Linked DNA regions of Zea mays: region 2 is linked to region 1. Evidence: chromatin contacts called from public Hi-C data. All regions are on one chromosome and are shown on one strand. Each heading gives the region's core, a stretch centred on a gene start, on an enhancer-like site or on the middle of the called end of the contact. The rest is flanking DNA. Distances are from core to core; before and after follow the strand shown. Region 1 holds the start of LOC103648599. Region 2 holds the start of LOC100272664.

The links. A called contact is a pair of places that touch in the nucleus more often than the background predicts.
Region 2: a contact with region 1 is called in a Hi-C map of tassel, with 2.4 times the contacts expected there. The contact joins the promoter of LOC100272664 here to the promoter of LOC103648599 in region 1. A contact is called at or near these places in 2 of 25 Hi-C or Micro-C datasets (ear and tassel).

Annotation. Positions count from the first base shown.
Region 1 is chr2:45,387,643-45,395,368 of Zm-B73-REFERENCE-NAM-5.0, reverse strand. LOC103648599 reads right to left here and starts at 4,981. Exons shown (of 3, transcript XM_035965058.1): 1 at 4,801-4,981; 2 at 2,893-3,384; 3 at 2,093-2,764. The coding sequence starts at 4,981. The coding sequence ends at 2,484. LOC100194126 (cryptochrome2) reads left to right here and starts at 6,429. Exons shown (of 5, transcript NM_001359400.1): 1 at 6,429-6,972; 2 at 7,515-7,726. The coding sequence starts at 6,666.
Region 2 is chr2:45,987,342-45,995,067 of Zm-B73-REFERENCE-NAM-5.0, reverse strand. It overlaps LOC100272664, which reads left to right and starts at 3,403. Exons shown (of 5, transcript NM_001359666.1): 1 at 3,403-3,666; 2 at 3,813-3,899; 3 at 3,989-4,056; 4 at 4,177-4,370; 5 at 4,629-4,931. The coding sequence starts at 3,467. The coding sequence ends at 4,724. It overlaps LOC110117500, which reads left to right. Exons shown (of 5, transcript NM_001147836.1): 5 at 1,766-1,989. The coding sequence ends at 1,843.

The DNA of each region.
Region 1 (7,726 bases), core at 3,732-6,231:
TAAGAAAGGAGGAATTGTAGACAAGGCGAGTAATTACGAGAAATGTTACTGCGGGGGATTTATTAGCTAAGTAGATTAGTGTGTCACCTACTAAAGCTAATACAATACCTTATAGTGGTACATGCTAAGATGCCCATCTATACTATTTCAATCAATCAAAGAAGCAAATCAGGCATTGATCATCAGAACAATCAACCAACATTTTTAATAGAGAAAATAGTTTTGATTTTTTGTCTTAGGCCTCCTATCTCTTAGAAAAGTCATAAATATAGGATTCCAAAGTGTGAAATCCATCTTATCTTAGAGTAGAAAAGATAAGAGTGGTCAGAGTGGAACAGTAGAAGGTGAGACAGGATCAAGTTAAGTATAGAAAGAATCAGAGTAAGGTAAGTATAGAATGAATCAGAATAAGGTAAGTAGGTAAGGGTTGTCCATTTCTATCTAAGTTTCGTCCTACAGTCAACATTTCCTCTGATACCACTTCTGTCACACCCGGTTTTAAGGAATAAAGCTGGGTGCATCTGATACATGCGCCAAAGAAGACAACATATATAATAACAGAGTGTATAGAGATAAATGTCACAATAAAATCAGAGTATTTATTACATAGCGGAAGTCTTATTACAAAATAAAAGATAAATATAAAACGAACTAAGGATCGTCGGCGCCAATATCAACTGAGAAACTCCACCTAGATCAGATTAAACTCCTCGATAAGCGGCTCCTCTTGGACCACCTGTTCTTCTCCTGTGGGGGGGTGTGAGACAACAAGGGTGAGCTCACACATGTTCATCGCTCAACAAGTTGTGGGGAATAATGTGGCATAAACTCACCAAAGGTGGGAGTTCATGAAGTGTAAGGCTTATCAACAATAGGGGTTAAAGCTGAGCATTGCTTTTAATAAGTTGGTCAAAATTTTATTAGCAATTACTAAGTGTAAGTAAATACCAAACCTTAAATAAAAGTAATAGAACAAAATTAATAAATAATCCTATGCATATGCAAATGACAAATTGAGTTTAGGTTCCATAATTTAATCATCGGAGAGTCCTGAGCCGCTCATGACTGTGAGCTCGGCTAGTATACCAGTTTTACACTCTGCAGAGGTTGTACCCTTTACCCACAAGTCGTGTTTCCCATGTCGCCAGGGTTAGCTAGGCCCTTAGACACTACCAAGGTGAATGGCTAGGGATCCACTACGAGGCCTTTACAAAGTTCCACTAGCTTCCGAAAACCCGCTATAGTTTATGGGAAGAGCACTTGCAAGAATCCCCCGTCTGACCGCCATCGCAGCAAATCAACCCGAGAACCTCCTTGCATGCAACTCCCCTACTGCCCTTGCCCCTTTCGGGTAAGGTAGTCTTCCACTAGCTTTCCTAATTAGTCAGCCAAGGGGTCCCATTCCTCCCTTTTGGTGGCACGTGTTTCTCAAGTTAAGCTCCATGTTCCAATTAACAATAATATAATAATCTTGTCATGAACATAAATAAAATAACATAATAACTGGAACATGGATATAATAAATGATTATCCCAAAACCATATAAAACAATAGCAAAAACTACCCATGTGATTCAGGGGCAAACAAGGTAATGAGATAAACAATCTAGGGTGACCTATTGGGTCCCATCAAAATTAAACCTATGCATGGTAAATGATTATAAAGAACATTATTAGGTAACAAAAGTGAATCAAGGGCACAACTTGCCTGACACTTGAGATTCCAGGTACCAACTGCTTTTCAGATGACACGTGTCCTCGCGCTAGTCGTAGCAATACAAGCAAACATGGTATAGATAAAATCAACATCACACCAACCATAAGTACAAACTAAATAATAATATTCTACGCGTTGCTACGAGATCGTGGGAACAAAAATCACTAAAATCGGAGTTATGGATTGTGAGTTATGAATTTCTGAAGGTTTTATGTGTTTGATATGAAATTATTTGGAAGATCAATTTTATTATTGTTTTCATATCAAAACAGAGACATTAGATGATAAACAATAATATAATAAAATTATAGGAATTGGAATGGACTAAAAAGGAGTTAGTATGAATTTTCTAGGAATTAAACAAGATCTATAATTATTTTTATACTAGAAAAGCATTTTCTGTATTAATTTATTCAATTTCCTATGTCTCTGGACTGGGCGTCAAATGCTGGAAAAGACAGGGTCTTCTGCGCAAGAATTCCTAAGACACAGAGTACCAGCGCCAGAACGGTGGGTTGATTTCTTAAACTGTAAGGGTTCTTTTGCAAAACCTGCGCCGTGAAGGGGTATCTCCACATGACAGCCGTCCGATCCTAAGTGGGTGGCTCAGATTAGATCGCGAAGGGTTACGCCTCAACGGCCATCGGATCACCGATCAGCGGCCCACACGGCTCCATCGACCCATTTTGATCTGAGCCGCATCTCATCAGGTTAACGGTTCAGATCGCACCAGGCCAAATCAGTATCGGACCTCTAATCTGAGCCGATCAAAGGGAGATCAACGGCCAGTGACCATCGTTCCTAACTTCTAATCGTGGTCGCACCAGTCTAATCCGACGGCGCCAGACCGACTTCTCCACCCCAACCCAGTGTGCGGCGGCGCCGCCCCTTCGCACCGCACAATCACACCGGAGAAGGCCCTGGCTGCCCAGGACACCGTTCTTATTTCTTAAGCACGAATAGATTCTAGGCGCAGTAGAGACAAATGCGATCGTAGATGAGGCCTTCTTACCGGCGATTGGGCTCCTAGGATTCCTGTCCACGACGCCTGGCGGTGCACAGTGGAACACACAATGCCAGTGAGGAATTCGCTGCCCCATGGTAACCCCCGACGGATTTCTTTCGCCAGGCGCAGAGGCATTGTATTGAACGAGATAAATGCACTTGATTCGGTACCTTGAGCCAACCCACGCCGACTAGCCCACGGACTGGGAGATATGGCGCTCACGTCGAGTAGCAAGGGTGCTCCCCAGTGAGCTTCAGCGGCGATCTTCCCCGAAAGTTCTGGAGCTCGGCCGCCAGGGATGATGCCGAGCGTGGCTCTTGAATCAGGCGGCGTCGAGGTAGGGGCTGTGGTCGGACTTGGGCAGCGGCGCCCAGAGATGGTGGCCAAGGACCCGCGCACCAGGAAGATCTCGGTGTAGAGGATGGTGACCGGCCAAAGTTGGAGCACGAGCGTTCGGATTTGGAGCCTGCTGGTGTCCTCACGACGACCAAAGGTGAGCCTGCGCGGAGGGGAAGCTGAAGAGGAGCAGGGCCCATGGTGGCTGGGAGGAGGCCGGTCCGACGGCTTGGGAGATGGAGACCGAGCGGTCGACCACCAGGCGGATTGCACGAGGAAGAGGAGAAGGCTGGGTGGGCGAAGGAGGGAGCAGGGGAGTGCTCCCACTTATCCTCCGTGGGCTCGGCTCGGGCTGGAAGGCGGTCGTCCACGATTCACGGCAATGGCGGCGAGCATCTCGCGCGAGGTGGGTGAGTACGGCGACAATCGCGCGGATCTGGCATCCCCCCAGTTGACGGACCGCACCAAGTAATGACAGACGGGCCCCATGCGTCAGAGGATCATCCCACTGCGCGCGACATACGGGCCCGCGTGCGAAGAGCTGGCCGGCTGCGGTGGGGACCCACATGTAAGTGACACAGGCGCACACAGGTGGAGAGATGGGCTGGTGCGTGGGGTTTGGGGAATGGGCCGAATTCAACCCCGGGGCCCAGCATAGGTGATAAACCTTTTCCTTTGTTTATTTATTTTTCCTTTCTTTCTATTTTCAATTCCTCTCATATTTTGTATTTCTATTTTGAATTAAATGTAAACAGAGTTCAAACTTAGATCAAATGTACAATCTCAAATATTGGTATAAACAATTTTATATTTACTTATACATCCATATCCTTTGTTTTTGTGTGGTTTTTCCTTCTCTTTCTCAAATTATAGAATTTCCTTTAGAATTCCAATTCCAATTTGGGTACCAACATTTTTCTTTTTACATTATTTTTTTATATTGTCACAAAATGCTTCACAAAGCAAAACCTCAGCATGATGCATATTCTATTTTAGTATCTTTTATTTTAACTAATCACCCTTAATTATAGGTATGTTCTTGTTACGATGAATATATGGCACACAACATAATGAGATTTACTATACCCTCATCGTACACATTTTCTTGGTGTTACAATTTGACACGAAACACAATGACGGACCGGGCCGGCCTGTCCCGGCCCAATTCCCACACTAACCTCGAGTGCTAGTTGCGCAACCGACATCTTTGGACAACACTGATTGCATCAAATTCGAAGCCAACCCGGAAGCACCCTTCACTGATTGCATCAAATTTCCACAATTTCTTCCTCGCTGTTACTCGCTTTCACCGCCGCCCGCAGGAACAGCATCAGGCTTCAGCCTCGCTGTGCCTGCCCGTGGCGCCTCCGGCCGCTGGCGCCGGCCTAACTCGATCGTGCCGTCCCACCTCCGGCCGCGCCGCCTCTAGCCCGCACGAAACCGCAGGCCGCCGTGGCCGGATGTGCGCGCTCCACCAAGACCCTAGCCGCGCCCGACCATATACCATCAGGCCCTAGCCGCGCGGCATGGCCGCCCGCGCCCGCGCGCGTGCTCTCCCATCTCAGCCGTGGCCGTGGCCACACGTAGCCGGGAGAAAGAAGAACAGACGCAGCCGCATTAGGTCTATTTCAAAGATAAGATGGATAGCTGATGAAGCTACTACGTAATAAATCTAGATTTTTTTTTTGTTCTGAGGTGTGGAAGTATCCTAAACATGCTTACACGGACGGAGCAGGCCGCACCATCATCTATCTCCCCCATCGTGGAATGAAATCGCGCGCGGCAGATGGCGATGGCATCGCCGCCGTCGTCGCGAGCGACTTTATGCGCCCACCCACGCAAAAGGCGCAAGGGCGGCAACAGCGACCGCCCGAATGGAATGGAATGGAATGGAATGGGCATCATCCGCGGCCGGGCCCCCATCGACCCATTCCATCTCTAATCCCCGGCCGCTCCTCCGACGCACACGGAACACTGCACAACGTTGGGGTTCGCGGTCTGCAACTGAAACGAGTTTGAGGAGGAGCCCTCCCTGTTTCGGAGCAGCAGCGCTAGCTCTCGTGCTTTTCCGGGCACTAGGACGAGGACGAGGACGAGGTGACAGGACAGCGTCGCGTCCGTTGGACGTGCGTGCCACCCATGAACGATCATGCGTTAAGATAGGTTCTCTTATCATCATCTACAGACGATCGACCACAGCGAATATATATATTCGTCGTCACGAGGATCTGGATGCAAAGGCAGGCATTAGGCCAGGCCAGCCATGCGTAGCCGGGCTCCATCATCCAAGTTTCCCAAGCCTTTTTTAGATCAGTACTACAGGTCAAGCATGCACAAGTGCACAGCGCTGTCAGGAAAGGAAAGGAAAGAAAAGGGGGGCCCCCGACGCGCCTCACGTCCATGCGCCGCCCATCCAGGAACTGCTTTGCATATAGAGCTTATCCGGTAGGACTATATATGTTGCGTTTTATCATTAATCATGTACTTTGATTTATATCTAACGTAACGTAGGAGCAGAATTGCTCACTGAGATACGAACACGCGCGGCTCTATATATCTCCAAAATATAGTGTGACAATAATTAGAGATTCTAACTAAAAAGAAACAGTTGGATGGCAATAAAAAGGTTAATATGGAGAGAATCTTTTAGATTATTATTGATGTGAAGAGACTCTTGGAGAGTTGGAGTTGCTCCATTGATAAACTAGAACGTGAAAGCTCGATTATTAATCCATTGTTAGGCGATGTGTGGTCCCTACAACGGTACAATAAAAAGGGTTTGAACCAACCAAGAAGACATTTTTTTTCTGGATAAAGCTTGCCTTTTTGCATTAGATAAGACGGACTCTTTTTTGCCAGCATTATTAGAGAAGACGTCGAACATTCGCACCAAAGGAAAATGGCAAAGGCTAGGATACTTGTTTGGAGAGGAGAGAGAGAGAGAGGAGAGAGAGAGAGAGAGATAGCTGTGTTACTTTGATCACAGTGGGCAGAAAAAGGCACTCACAGCATTTTTTTGCTAAAAATAATCAAACGTGCCGCTCCAAACTTTACGGGATGCCTTTTGCTTTGAGAAATTTAATCCTTGCTTTTTTTTTTGGTTTTTGTAGCCCTGTTTTGTTCTTAAAGTGAAGTTATCTTATCTCAATGAAAGCAAAGCCTAGTATTTCACGGGAAAGCCGATAAGTAGAGAATTCCACTATTAACAAACCATTTTGATTTCTCCCCCTTTAATTTTCTCTGTCGGAATAATAATGCTATTGTAATACAGAGTAGGGAATATTATATAGAGGGAAACGGTGAGGGCCAGGGAGGCAAATGGACAAGGAGAAAAGTTAGATCAAACCTAGCCAAGCAATCCTGATATCCACAGCCTCTTTCTCCACTGGACGAGAACTGTCCCAGCAGAAACCAGAAGCACCAACTGCAAACATCAGAGAAGAGAAGAGTAGGGGGGAAATTACTACTCTACGACTCGTGCGCCCACTCCTCCACTGTTCTTGGGAATCTCGGGGGAGAAGAGGAAGAAAGCAGTGGGTCTCAGCGCACCACTCATTATTCCTGGCTCCATGGCTTCCTGACGTCCCTGTGCGGCGGGGACCCGGCGATGAGGATCGTGGTGTGGTTCCGGAGGGACCTCAGGGTGGAGGACAACCCGGCGCTCGCGGCGGCGGCGCGTGCCGGTGGGGAGGTGGTGCCGGCGTACGTCTGGTCGCCAGAGGAGGAGGGCCCTTACTACCCCGGCCGCGTATCCCGGTGGTGGATCAGCCAGAGCCTGAACCACCTGGACGCCTCGCTCCGCCGCCTTGGGGCGGGAAAGCTTGTCACGCGGAGGTCGGCCGACGCCGCCGTCGCGCTGCTCCAGCTGGTCCGCGACACCGGCGCCACGCACGTCTACTTCAATCATCTATACGGTTTGTTCCATGCTTCCACCCAGTAGGAAATATTCTTCCTCTCATATTGTTATTGATTTCTTTTTATATTGTTATCACTCAGCGATTGTATCCAGGATTCCCCTCCTTGGTACACAATTATCGAACTTGGCTTCACTAGATAAAACAAATCAATTGCAGTTTCTTTCTTTTTTGTTTCACTATTCATCTGAATTGTTCCATGTCGAGCAGATCTTTATATTATTGAGGTTGTGCTTGATATATTAGAACTCGTAACTCCACATGTCAACTGCTTCCCAGTTGAGCAAGAGCCCTGGTCTCAAGCCTTGAGTCTTGATAAACCTCCACTTGCCAACTGAGTAAAATCCCAGCATTTCGCCGTCTCCTTAACTCACAAAAGTTCTTTGCTTCCCTAGTCCATCCCATTGAGGTATGCCAAGTTCCACATATAGTAGTTCTGTAGTGCTTTAGTTTTCACTCCACTAATTGCTTGGCCTGGTACTAAGAGAAGATGCTTTAGGCCTTTGAGTCCATCTCATCTTACTGTGTCACCATCTTTTCAGACCCGATCTCACTGGTCAGGGACCGCCGGTTGAAGGAGATGCTGGCGGCTGAGGGCATCGTTGTGCAATCTTTCAATTCGGATCTGCTGTACGAGCCATGGGAAGTTGTCGATGATGAAGGGCAGCCATTCACCATGTTCGACCCGTTCTGGAACAGGTGCCTCAGCATGCCGTATGACCCCCCTGCACCGCTTCTGCCCCCGAAGAGGATC
Region 2 (7,726 bases), core at 2,154-4,653, 600 kb before region 1:
TCGCGACACGTGGACCAATCAGATCGCGTCACGTCGCTCTCGCCCCGCCAGTGCCTCGCCTCCCTCTCGCCCGCCTCTCGCCCGGGCGGGCGCTCCAACGCGGGCGAGAGCGAGGCGATACCGCCCGCTCTCGCCGGACACGAGCGCCATCGCCCGCCTCTCGCCCGCACTGCCGCCCGCACTGCCACCAGCCTTAGGGCTGACAATGGGCCTCAAATTTTACACTATAAAACTTAAAGATCGAATCGAATTAGGATCGGATTTTGTTTATATTTATTTTTGAACTAGAAATAATTTAGTACCCTAACAAATTGTAAAGAGTCATTTGGATCGCGATCGATTACCACCCGGCACGCTAGGATTTTGGTGGTTACGGCGGGCTTCAATTCGTCCAGGGTCGCTTGTTGCTAGTTTGCTACTGTATACTGCGTTAAAAGCTCGTGGCTTGCAAGTCACTGCGCGCCAGCTACTTTTGCTTCGCTCGATTGATGATGCTGTGGAGCTGGAGATACGTGCTGGTCTAACCGATCTGGTTCGGTTGCCTGCCTGGGACTGGGACTAGTGTTGTGAGAGAGTGGCTAGCACGTACGTTTTCGGTTGGGCTTTTACTCTTACTATACCAGGAAGTGCAATGGATGGTGGTACTATAAAACTGTATTTATACTGGACAACTTGGTACAAAGACAGATCACAGAGTAGGAAGGAGTGGGGCCGGGGGTCGCTCGACTTTGTTTGGCATCGTTTTCATTTTATTTTTATTTTTTTTGCTGGCTCACCAAACCAATCCGTCAAGTTTCCATTATGTACTAGTATTATTGTTATATACGAAGTTGTTGTTTCGTCTATAAGTTGTGATGAAACAATTTGCTTGTGTTACACACTCGGTTTAATAATTAGAAGCCGGATGAGAGTGACCGCCGCCGCCGCCGCTGCTTACCTGGTTCATTGTCTGTCTTGCGAGTTGCATTGCCAACTCGTGTTCCTTGCTTTTTTGTTTGTTTGTTTGTTAGTTGGAGACTTGGAGGTAGGTACTGGGTACGTCAGTACGTGCTGACCTGCACTAGTCTAATACCTATAGCGTTGTGATAGTGACTTCCTGCCGCATGTGAAGCGCCAATTAAAGAGCCTAGGTTGCATGGTGCCAATTAAGGACAGCTAGCTACTGAAATAGGTTAAAAAAATTAAGTTGGAGTTGTTTGGTTGGTTGTATTCATATTCACCTCAATCCATGTTTTAGAGTGGTTGACACGAATATTAGTTAATTTTTTTTTACTTTAATCCACTCTAATAAATACAAATTAATGTGATTATAATTATAGCCACACAAATCCTTAGCGAAGCTACGACGCGTGAAGTTTTTATAATATATAAACGGAATAGCTTTATAAGCATGGTGAATAGCTGGTAGGAGCATTGAGTAGCTAGGAGAGCTAGCTAGAAGCTGTTTTGACCTATTTTTTGATATGTTCAGTTGGTTACCAACAATTTCTGGGTAGCCACGATTCCGTAGCCCATCGTGTAATTTATTTAGGGCTTATTTGTTTTACTCTCAATCCATATGGATTGGGTAGGATTGAATGAGTTTCAAACTCGAACAAGTTAAAAAATTTCATAATTTTTTTAATCCCATCGAATTCACCTAGGATAGAAATAATCGAACAATACCTACTGACGAAAATATGTGGACCTTAGACTATATCTATACGTGGTTATTTCATTTGTATTCATAGAGATGATAACTATTGTGATCGCTTGCATTGATCAGGTTGACGAGATAAAGGAACAAGTTGATTCAATCGTCGATCCCTTAATCGACAAGGTTGTCAAGGATAAAGAAACCTAGAGAGAAGGAACCAAGGAGGAGGCAATGACATGATGTAGATTATTGAAGGTATAAAGATTGGTTAAGCGGTGCCGCGGTGGTAACCGGAAGAAAATACCTACCGCATGTAAACAAATCACTAAATATAAATCTAAGAAGTTTTCGAGAAAAAGCTATTCTCTAACAGTTATATAATACATGTTCTTAAATTTACTTACTTCTTATAAAACTCAATTCCTTCCCTACATATATCAACAAAGTTGAGACTCCCTAAATGCTAAGTCCATCGTAAAAAGCAAACTTCAACCTCTGTTTCACGTCATCCTACCATCCTATTAACCATAATTCTACCTCCAGCGTCAGACTAACTCCAGCAGATCATCCAAAGTTTATCCATAAGCATTGTTTTGCATTGTTCTGCATTATATACTTCACTGTTCGCAAAGTGAAATTTGAATATAGGTATAGATAAGCTGCTAAAGATAGTCTGCCGTCACCATTAAACAACCTCTTATATCGAGGCAGCGTCTGAGCATCTCATGTGCTGTCGTCGCAACCGTCTTTGTTTTCGGACAACTCCAACCTTCAAAGATATCGGAGAATGTTGTTGATACTGATTTCTATCCTAGTTTAATTAAAAACAGAACGAAAGCTAACATCTATATTTTTTGTTGACAGACAACTTAAAAAATTAGCAACCAATAAATATAGAATTATTAAAGCATAAATATTTTTACTTCAAATTATTTTAGCGACTTCCTAAGTTTTATTTCAGGGTGCTAAACTATAGTAGATGCTCATAAAGAAAAATAGAGGAAAATACGGAAGCAACATGGCGCGTCTAAATATCATCTCGGGTTATCCATCCATAATAATGGCAACACAAAAAAAAAGCCCGAGGAGAAAGCCTCTCAGGGCTAATTAGAAAACTCAAGTCACCTTCGAAATCGAAGGGGATTGGAGAGGAAATTAGTTCATTTCCAACTCAATTCTCTCAAATCCCAAAGGATATTTAAAGTTTCCAAAGTAGTCCTCATGGTTGATGAATAACCCTGTTCGGCTTGCTAAACTTTACTTAAATTTGAACTACTTATAATTTTTCCAGTAGAAGTTCTTATGAATTGTTGTTCATATATTTGATGTCAAAACAGATGTTAAATTCATAGAACACTATAAAAACAGGGGCAAAATCATATGGGAAAACTAGACTTCCTAGATGAAATATCACCGTTAGCAAAATAACAAAGTTAAAAAAAATGAGAGAGAAATCGCAATTAAGCTTTAAAAACATATGCAAGAATACAATACAAGAGCCCGTGTTTTTTTTGTTGGCAGCGAGAGCTTTTATTGTACTAGCGCCACCGGTTCTAGTTCCCGCGTGCTTATCTCTATTGCCTCGTGCTCTTTTTCTGTACAAATGGACACATCTGACGACTGACCACGTTCTCCTTCAGCATACTGCTAGTTGGCTCACAGAGATAGATCTGACAGTTTTTCATATTTTTTTTCTTATTTCTGTTTTTTAAAGAGAGAGGTCTCACGGCACGGCACGGCATCGGCATCGGCTACATAGAAGAAGACAGCAACACAAGCTTAGTCGTCCTCGTCCCCCCAATCTTCAGCCCTTGTTCATCAACAAACCACATGGCCGCGCTCGGTCCTGCTTCTGTTACCTCCACGGGCTTGGCGCTGCACACCCCTGCGATTCCTCATCGTCGGCGTCGCCACGGGAATGCAGTGGCCTGTGCGTCGTCGTCTCAACACCAGCGAAGCCTTAATGGCTTGGCGATGAGTTCTTCAGGCACGAACAATGCCTTGCCCATCAAAGGAATTACCACTACACGGTAAAAAACGCCTCCCTTTCCTACAGAGCTCCTCGTGTACAGATCCAAGCAAGTCTTTTCCAGACCTCAGTAGCAGCCTTCAGCTTGCATCCGCACAGCGGCTTGCCGGCTTTGTGTGCAAAGTTTCACTTGTTGTTCTGGTTCAGGGTTCCTGCAGTCGGTCGTTCGGTCCCTGCAGCGAATCCGTCGCCGTCAGGAGGGAACAACCTCCCGGTGCCCAAGATTCCTCCGTGGTGAGCGAAGAACACAGCTGACACTTGCGTCGTTGCTTGTTTCTGAATGTATCTGATCGATGGATTTTTTCTTCTCGCTCCTCGATCAGGGTCAAGTGGGTGGCTGGCGCCGTCATATTTGCAGTGCCCATGTACAGGAGGTTCAGAGCTTTAGAAGGTAAACAGATATCGATCGATCGATGGATCGCGTATTCATCGGTTCGCGAGACCATTTCCTACTACAGTACAGCACATAGCGCGTGCCGTCATGTTTTTGATCGCGGTGCGCGCATGACAGACAAGATAGAGAAGACGGCGGAGGTGGCGATCGAGGTGATCGACAAGGTGGCGGAGGCGACGGAGAAGGTCGCCGGCGAGGTCGCCGACGAGTTCCCCGGCAACGAGAGCATCAAGGAAGCAGCCTCCAGGATCAAGAAGGTCATGCACGTGGTCGAGGAAGACGCCGACAAGGCTGAGGCCCTGATCGAGAAGGTTGGTTTAGTTACGTACGCAAGCTAGTCTATTATTGCCAGTAGTAGTTGCTAATATAATATTTTGGATGCTGAGACTGACTGACAGCATCTTCATGAGATCTGACCGTAAAGAAGTGGATGGCTCTATAACCAGCCTTATTAGATCTATGATCTATCTAAATAATGGATGGCCCTGAACCGTAGAAAACGTCTCATCTTTATTACACATACAAACATAAAGAGGATAACTGTTGTTGTGCTCGCTTACCATGAGCAGGTCGACGAGATAAAGAAAGATGTGGATTCGATTGTCGATCCTATAATCGGCAAGGTTGCCAAGGATAAATCGCGGAGAATGAACCAAAAAGGATGACAGCAGTCGGTGAATTGAAAGGAGCGCAAACATTGCTCGGACGGAAAGGGAAGCAACAGGACGCGTCTCGTTTCGTCTCATGTTTATCTCGTGCCATGGCTTCCTACGTACAAACAGGAGATGAGGCATATGATGGTGTAAAACACTCTTTTATATTGTAGATTGTACTAAGAGAGAAGTTCGAAATAAGAGATGAGATAAGATGAGAGATGTCATGAATAAGTTGTTGCACTACCGGAATAAACGAACTAAATCTACCAGCTATAGAAAACACTGTTATAATTGTCCCCAAAACGGTACATGTAGGTCTATATAGTGTAGAAACATAGCATAAAAAATTTAGTTGGCAAAATAAAAAAAATAAAAATATTCTTTGCCGAGTGCCAAAAAAAGGCACTCGGTAAAGACGTCTTTGCCGAGTGTCAACGCTCGGCCCTCGGCAAAGGTTAACGACCGTCAGTTTTAGATGGCCGCTGACGGCCCTTTGCCGAGCGCCACCTTCGCCGAGTGTTCTGCACTCGGCAAAGAAGTCTTTGCCGAGCGTATTTCTGTGCCGAGAGTCCTACACTCGGTAAACGAGCTCGTTACCGGGAGCAGGACTTTGCCGAGTGCGGCTCTCGACAAAGGCTTCTTTGCCGAGTGTCCGACAAAAGCACTCGGTAAAGCTCCTGACACTTGACAAAGGCTCAAATTCTGGTAGTGTTGGAGGCATCCTAAAAACTTGTATGATAATCAGAGGAAGAAATTCTCCTAACGACATGAGTAAAACATATGTCTGAATTTAACATTGCGGTTATTTTAAAGACAGAGAGAATTGGGATAGATGATCAATCGGACGGCCTAGTCCGACACAACACACCTATTATTGTACTCGTGGTCCCGAGCCTAAGGACCTACCTTGGCTTTAGGCCTTTAGCTATAGTAGCCTACTATGTTAGAAGGCTTGATCTCATATCCCTAAAATTGTAAGACAATTCCAACCATCATTATACATTAGAATGACATAAAATCTATGCATTAGGTGTCCTATGACGCCCTATATTTTGGGGGGCATTCGTTTAACGGTATATTCGATTGGCTTTAATTCGTACCGACTTTTATTATTTCTATAGTGTTTTTATCTCTATGGATTGCAGTTACAGCAGTCCAAACAAGTGACTTTAATTTGAAACGAACAACCTAAATCTTCTCTTGGTCGTCTAAGGCTCCTATTGGCCCCTCGGATCTCTAAGGCATCAACATATATACTAAAGAATATAATTGGCCAATGTTCCAATGGAAGGATGACCCCAAAGGGACGACACTATGCTCAAAGTCTACTCTGGATGGCAATATGTGTTGACAATTTGGATAAGTCTCCCATACATCACATTACATATGATGTACGATGTTATAGTCTGTCTAACAAGCATACCGTTGCCATGACATAGACAACAGACATACTTAAGACCACTACCTGTTACATATCATCATCCCTATAGCCACGCTTGGTCGCACCAAAGTACCAAGAATTATTGTATAAGTATAGATTGCTACACTGGTTATCAACTATATCATGCTTGATAGTTGAGAGCACCTAGAAGGGGGGTGAATAGGTGATCCTGTAAAAACTTAAACTTAAAGCCACAAAAACTTGATTAAGCGTTAGCACAATAAGGCCAAGTGGCTAGAGAGGAGTTCTTGCAAAACACAACAACCACAAGAGGATCAACACAGATAGACACAGTGGTTTATCCCGTGGTTCGGCCAAGTACAAAACTTGCCTACTCCACGTTGTGGCGTCCCAACGGACGAGGGTTGCAATCAACCCCTCTCAAGCGGTCCAAAGACCCACTTGAATACCACGATGTTTTGCTTTGCTTTACTATATCCCGCTCGCGAGGAATCTCCACAACTTGGAGTCTCTCGCCCTTACACTTTGATGTTCACAAAGAAGCACGGAGTAAGGGAGGGATGAGCAACGCACACAAGACACAAAATCAGAGCGACAACACGCACACAAGTCGCAACAAGAGCTCACAACACAACCCGACGAGTTCACAACTCAAATAGAGCTCTAGTTGCTCTCACAAAGAATCAAATGCGCGGAATCGAAGTCTTGGTGCTTATGAATGCTTAGAGTATGCTTTGTGTGTTCCTCCATGCGCCTAGGGGTCCCTTTTATAGCCCCAAGGCAGCTAGGAGCCGTTGAGAGCATTCCAGGAAGGCAATTCTTGCCTTCAGTCGCCTGGCGCACCGGACAGTTCGGTGCACCACCAGACAGTCCGGTGCAGATTTCTTTCCTTCTTTGGCGAAGCCGACCATTGAAGATTCAGAGCCGTTGGCGCACCGGACACTGTCCAGTGCACACCGGACAGTCCGGTGCCCCCTTCTAGCCGTTGGCCCAGCCACGTGCCCCGCGCAGATCGCGTGGCCGACCGTTGGCCCGGCCGACCGTTGGATCACCGGACAGTCCGGTGCACCACCGGACAGTCCGGTGAATTATAGTCGTACGCCGTTAATCATCTCCCGAGAGCGACGAGTTCGCCTGTGAATGGCTCACCGGACAGTCCGGTGCACCACCAGACAGTCCGGTAATTTATAGTCGTACACCGCCGTCGAAGTCCCGAGAACAGCAAGTTCGCCAGAGCCAGCCTGGCGCACCGGACACTGTCCAGTGCACCACCGGACAGTCCGGTGCACCCAGACTGAGCAGACTTCGACTGAAAGAAGCTATCTCTTTTCCAATTTGATTTTTCCTGTTTCCAGCACTTAGACACAATACATTAGTTCTCAAAACAATGTACTAAGTATAGAAACATACCTTTAGACTAGATTTGCACTTTGTCCATCAATTGGCATATATTTTCACTTAAGCACTTGTGTTGGCACTCAATCACCAAAATACTTAGAAATGGCCCAAGGGCACATTTCCCTTTCAATCTCCTCCTTTTTGGTGATTTATGCCAACACAACAAAAAGCAACTACAAGAAGTGCAACATCAATACAAATGAGAACTCAA